Linked DNA regions of Sus scrofa: region 2 is linked to region 1. A link is a contact called in public HiChIP or PLAC-seq data. All regions are on one chromosome and are shown on one strand. The core of a region is the stretch at or near the end of the contact, and the rest is flanking DNA. Distances in the headings are between cores, read along the strand shown.

Region 1 (2,971 bases), core at 451-2,950:
AACTGAAAAATGGAAGGCTGGTCTGAAATGTAGTTGAAGTGAAAACACCTATGCTTTCATAGCATAAATATTAAAAATCAAAGAAATGAATATGGAATTGGTAGGTTCTTTAAGTTGAAGAAAATAATTTGCCTATCAGTTTTAGATTATGTGAAGAATTGCATAAATACCTTACTACATAATGTGACCATACCACTATTCTGATATAAAAAGCAGATTCTCAGTTGTCAATTGCTTCATTACTATTTTTCATAAAATTCTCTACTTATTAAAACTTTATGGAGCAATAATCCTTCTAGTGATAATTCTGTACTTTACTGTAACTTTTTTACTTAGTTAAAAAGAAAATGAAACTAGAATTCTCTGAGACAATAAAATTTACATTTAAAAAATTCAGATAATATCCAAAAGTTTTTTTTTTGTGTGAAACTGTTGTCAAGAACTTCTTAATGTAGCATATTATCTTTAGGACACAGAAATAACTTTGTGTCTAACTTTTCCTATTTCTAAAGTAGTGAATCTTCTAAAAATAGCTGTATTCTTTTACACCATTCATATTTTATTTACCTATCTATTTGTGGGCATTTAGAATTTGTAATCTAATTCCAGGAAGATGGGAAACCAAGGTCGAATTTGAAACAAGAAGCCTCTAAAACATTATTTCTTACCCTTCTTAGCATCACCATTTATCTCACCTCATCTAATTTGACTGAGTTGAATTAAAGTGCATGATAAAATTCTGGGTATTTTAGAAAACAGTTATAGAGCTTTCCTTTTTTCTTCAAAATTTCTAAATGTATTGTAATTAACTGCCATAAATTGGTCTTCTAGTCCCATCTTTTAGGTAAATTTGGTTGCTTTGGCACTTGCTCTAGAGAGGCCTTTGTCTAATTAGGTCTGAAGGTATGCATCTAAAATGTCATGTTCCCAAAATAAACTCTCCAGCGATGACTGACAGCAGGCAAGTGTTCTGTCACTGTCCTGCAACTGATACCTCAGCAGTTGATTCCCTTAAAAAGTCATCAGGGTGTAGCCGATAGCACATGCATTTTATCAGAGCTATTCTTGGTGTGTCTCACTTTATCACTGAGTAATATAACCTTGAACATTCTCAACAGACCAAAAAAAAAAAAAAAAAGTCTATAAAAGTAGCAAACATTTCTATCACCATTTAAACACTCTGAATCACTGACTGCACCACTATGCTAAAAGATTGAGCTTTTTAAATAAAAGAATTCACATATTTTAAAACCAAATCGAACAAGCAGATTCAAATAGTGGATTAGCACTAAGTATTTAGACAATCCTCTCTATGGAGGCATTTAGCAAAGAAAGATACTTGGGATCTAGAAATTAATAAGGAAGGGACTCTATGAATAAGAAAAAGAAATGCTGCTCACCTGATTTCTCAAGAGTGCCCAAAAGGGTGGGACTAAGCCCAAGGTTACTTCTGAAACGACGTCCTATCTAGAGTTGGTTTTTTCGACCATCTCCAACATGAATCGGTGAGCCTCTAAACTTAAAAACAAAACTACACAGTTAGGACTGTGTAGTTTTGCTTTTCTATGCAATCCCTACACCCGAGGCGAGGCTGGGAATGCACGACTGCTCAAGAGCCAGGGTTGGGCCCTGCCCTTATATTTGCCAGATCTGCTGACAGCCCCACATCCTTCAGCTGGGCACCCGGTGATTGGCTCTCCTGGGAAGGCATGCTGGGAGAGAGACCTATTTGGTAGTGGCTCATACCACCTGTTCCTCTGATTGGCAGTGCTAAATTTAGCACCTCAAAAGAGGCTTTCCCAAGGAAATAGAACCGTATTTAAAGAATAACTGTTGAGACTTAAAGAAGAGCACTTGCTACTCCTGTTAAAATCTGAAAACGGTGGTCTGAGGAGAGTTTGTGACAGTTGAAGACACTTGTGGGCAATCATATAAAAAGCCCCAAACCTGAGGGCTCTGCCCTGCCTCAGGCCTCGTTCCTATTCCCTTCCCCCATGCAACCAACCAAATGGAACTGTCAATCAAGACAACAGATGAAGGAATTTATCTCATGGATAACACCTCACCTTCTTTGGAAAATCAGTGCCTAAAAACCTCAGCATTGAGGGGAGCTCATTTATACTCTCTGGGTTCTCCAGAATCCACTTGCAGTTCAGAGAGAATTAAGCCAATGTTAATGAGCTAAGTGTTTATACAGCCCTGCAAGAAGTAATGTTGAAAGACAAAATCTGAACTCTGCTTAGATTCAGTCTGTAGAGTATAATGATTTCTTTTTTTCAGATTTCATTTTTTTGGCTTTAATATTTACAAATATACCTGCACTGATTTTTAATGAGTAGCCAAGTCTATTGTTTAAATCATCCATAGGATTCTTTTTTGGGCACATGAAGGCTGCTTTACTAATCTCTGGAGTTTGCTGTTACAATGGGAAGTGGTTAGGAGATGATAGAGTTGCTATTTTAGGACTGAATTTAATTTCAAGCAAGAGATGTTTCAAATACAAAAGAGCATACCAAAAGAGCTTTATAATAGTTCAGCTGAGAGATTTGTAAAACTTCACAAAGAGGGAAGAAAATTGTCTGGTTGATAATGAAAAGAGATTTTTCTTAATAAAGTAGGCTAAAATCTTAAAATTTAAGTTAAATTTATTTATGTCTGAAATAAAAATATCTCCTGATGCAGAAGAACTTGGCCATGGATTAGACTTTCCAACTTCTTATTTCATACTTTGTAATTATTTCTATTGTGATAAACTTTTTAACATTAAACAGAACTAAAATATACTGGCCAACTTATGTACTACAGCTACAAAGACTAGATAATGTATTTATTTAATGATTTCTTTTCTTTACTTAAACAGTGATGTCTGTATTGGTGGTATCACTTTTCCCGCTATAGACTCTACCAAAATCTTATTTGATTTCTTTATTCAGAAAAAACTAGTTTCATGTTATAGAGCTTAAAAATTATT
Region 2 (3,208 bases), core at 139-2,638, 120 kb after region 1:
TTCATTTATTTACACCCCAATTCTCCCCTGAAAAGATTTTGGACATTTATCACCAATTTTAAGGACTTGCATTACTGAATATTCCCTGAAGTAGCTAGGAATTGTTAGACCATTTTAGAAATGAGAAACTCAGACTCAAAATGTAAATTGAGTTGTCCTATGGCCAATCATTTACTCATTCATCCAACAAAATGTTTAGAACACTAGGTGGCATCCGAAGATGATTAAGACATAATCTCCCTCTAGGGAGCCCAGAGAAATACTATGGGGATAATAAGAAACAAGCAACGAATGCTGCCTTGACACCTCTCAGAGGAGGTGATATGGGTGATGACAAGTCTCTTTCTACAGTGCCAATCTCTTTCTCAGATATGGCACAGAGACTGAGCTTGACTTTTGTGTTCCTTGTGTATTCAAGTAATTCAGCTCTCTTTCAAAACGATCTCATCCCAATTACCTTGGATCAAGAGAATCTCTTACTAACAATGTAGTGTAGTTAGTTGGCCTTGAAACTCCATGGTGTCTAATATTCCGCCACTTTCAATCACTCTAATTACTGAGATGTACTATCTGGAAGACACTGTTCTGAGTGTTCTAGTAAACATAAAGTAAAATGGACATGCTTCTTTCCATGAAGGAATTTTAATTTAGCAAAGGGAAGTAAATCTATCCAGAAATATCTGTAATGCAAAGAAGAATATATTTATTGCCAATGGAGGGGTGAAACAGTCTGAAATTATGCATGGAAGGGAAACCAATTAAAACATTTATGCCCTAGATGTCGGTGAATAACTTTATTGTGAAAGATACTCATGAGTGAGTGACAATAAAATTGAGTGTCTTGATTACAAGATTATTAAATATAATAATTATTAAATTATTAAATAAATAAAGCCCCTGAGTTGGGGGCTATCATGAGACATGTAAGACATTAAATGTATTCCTTGATTTTGGTAATTTTTCTATTTTAGATAGATATTTAATAATTGTATTATCAATGATTTAGCTGTGTTTATATCAAATATTTAATGTAGTTTAAATAGCCTGTCCCTGAGCCCTAAAAGCAAAGCTTTTAAAACCATTCTGAGGGGGAGTACAGGCGGAGAGTAAATTAAGATATCATCTACTTATATATGAGGAGGCTTGTCTCATCATGACTTTTTCAAGACCTGAATACCTCTGCATATATAAGGACATGTTTAACACAAAATAGAAGCTCCTTAGCACCTTCCTGATCCCCCTGCCTCTCTATCACTTTCTGCCTCTCATCAATCTCAGCTTACATCCTACACTCCTGGCAAAATAAATTACCTTAGGTTCCCCAGACATGGCACAGACACTCTACCATGCAACCTTCCAGATTTAGCTCACTAGTCTCCTCGTCTAGAGAAGCCTTGCTTGACACTTTCCCCGGGTCAGGTTGGGATATCTTCTCTGTGTTCCCTGACGCTCTAGGATTACTCCATCTTGACCTTTCCCACAGCACACAACACTTCTGTTTCCCTGTCTCTCCTCTAAACTAGGCTGATGGGTCTTGAAGGCAAGGATTATATATTTCATTGCTTTAGTTAGGTACTCATGATGCATGACAACAATGGGTATATAACATATTAACTGAATGCAAACGTGAAAGAAGGGAGGTGGTAAAGCAAACTGTTTTTCTAGGAGAAAGGGAAGTTGATTTGGAAATAAGAAATCTGGGGCAGGCTGCTTAAAAATTATGCAACTGAAAGTAATTACAGTTTCCTTGATGTCTAATGACAATTAGTTTAATTTCTTGAATTCATTTTTATCACCTCAACAAACTCCTTCTGGATAATATTTTTTGGATTCTCTACTTGGACAGATTTCTTCTTTCCATCTGTCCTGAAACTGGACCATTATAAGTGTGCCCACCTCTGGGCTAAAATGTATCTATTTGGAAAAAAAGTAGAATAGTGTGTATTCTAAAAATGTACCAAACTCAAAGCTTAATTATTTTGTTTTCATCTGAAACAATACTGCTATAGGTTTACTTTTATGTATGTATCACTATAAATATCTTGAAAAAGCAACAACATCTTTTTAAAAGACATCAACTTTTCAGAGGTGATGGCAGAAGCAGTTAGAAGCCATGATAATTAGCACATTTAAAAGTGCTTCTGATGTGTTTTTCTGGCTGCCCCAACTTTTGCTTCATCTGAGCTTATAGGCTGATCACCCAAGAACCAGATCATGTGGTTTTGGACTCAGTCTCCCCTCCTTACTATCCCCAATGAAATCATATGCCTGGGACTGGAAAGCATGGGAGTGAAACTTTGTGACCCATCAGCCATGATTTATAGCTTTAGGTTCAATCATCACTGTCATATAAATAGAGGCTCCTACTGTTCTGCTTTTGAAATATATATATTTATCTCTGTTTGATTCAAACCACATTTCCTAAACAATGATAAATAACTTTTCAGGTAATCAATACATGCTAACTAGAGATTCTTTTTTGTCATCATGCTAGAAATATAATAAATAAGATCATCTATAATCATGAAAGATGAAAATTTGAGGAGATCAAGATGAATTATTATAATAGGTGTTATGTTCCTATTTCAGGCCAGGTACTCATAACTCTTAGCAACATCTGGTAATTAGAGAAACTTTTCTCCAGTCAGCTCTCATCCAGTGCTGACAAGCTATATTTGTATTTGTTACTAAGTGATTTAGCAAATAGGATCACTAAACACAGTAGATAACTTTAAAATGAAAAGGGAGGATCTTAGGTTCTTGAATTACATGGCTCAATCTCCGCTTGAATCTGGTTACAAAAAGCATCAGTAGCATTCAATAAAGTTGCAGGATACAAAATTAACACACGCAAGTCTGTTGCTCTTCTGTACACTAATAATTAACTACCAGAAAGAGAAATCAAGAAAACAATCTCATTTAAAATCACATCAAAAAGAATAAAATACTTAGGAATAAACTTAATCAAGAAGGTGAAAAACCTGAACTCTGAAAACTATGAAAAACTGATGAAGGAAACTGAAGATGACCCAAAGAAGTGGAAAAATATCTTGTATTAATATTACAAAATGTCCATACTACTTAAAGCAACTCATAGATTTAATGCAATCCCTATAAAAATATTCATGATACTTTACAGAGAACTAGAACAAATAATCCTAAAATTTATATGAAACCACAAAAGACCCCAAATTGCCTGAGCAATCTT

Evidence for each region. HiChIP or PLAC-seq counts read pairs in DNA pulled down with a chosen protein or histone mark.
Region 2: an H3K27ac HiChIP or PLAC-seq map of skeletal muscle shows a contact between it and region 1, with 7 times the contacts expected there. The contact joins the enhancer-like site here to the promoter of TTN in region 1. A contact is called at or near these places in 1 of 5 promoter capture datasets (liver), 8 of 47 Hi-C or Micro-C datasets (embryonic fibroblasts, epiblast stem cells, liver and 2 more) and 1 of 2 datasets of contacts at active chromatin or transcription factors (skeletal muscle).

The regions. Positions count from the first base shown.
Region 1 is chr15:84,499,620-84,502,590 of Sscrofa11.1, forward strand. It overlaps TTN (titin), which reads right to left and starts at 1,701. Exons shown (of 321, transcript XM_021075901.1): 1 at 1,401-1,701.
Region 2 is chr15:84,619,148-84,622,355 of Sscrofa11.1, forward strand. All of the region lies in intron 10 of CCDC141 (coiled-coil domain-containing protein 141), which reads right to left. Among named protein-coding and RNA genes, the nearest start is that of TTN, 120 kb to the left of the region's middle. Within about 2 kb of position 1,389, at least 1 of the 83 cell types and tissues checked has an H3K27ac peak or open chromatin away from gene starts, as enhancers often do. A contact at or near this core is called in skeletal muscle, where this site is marked.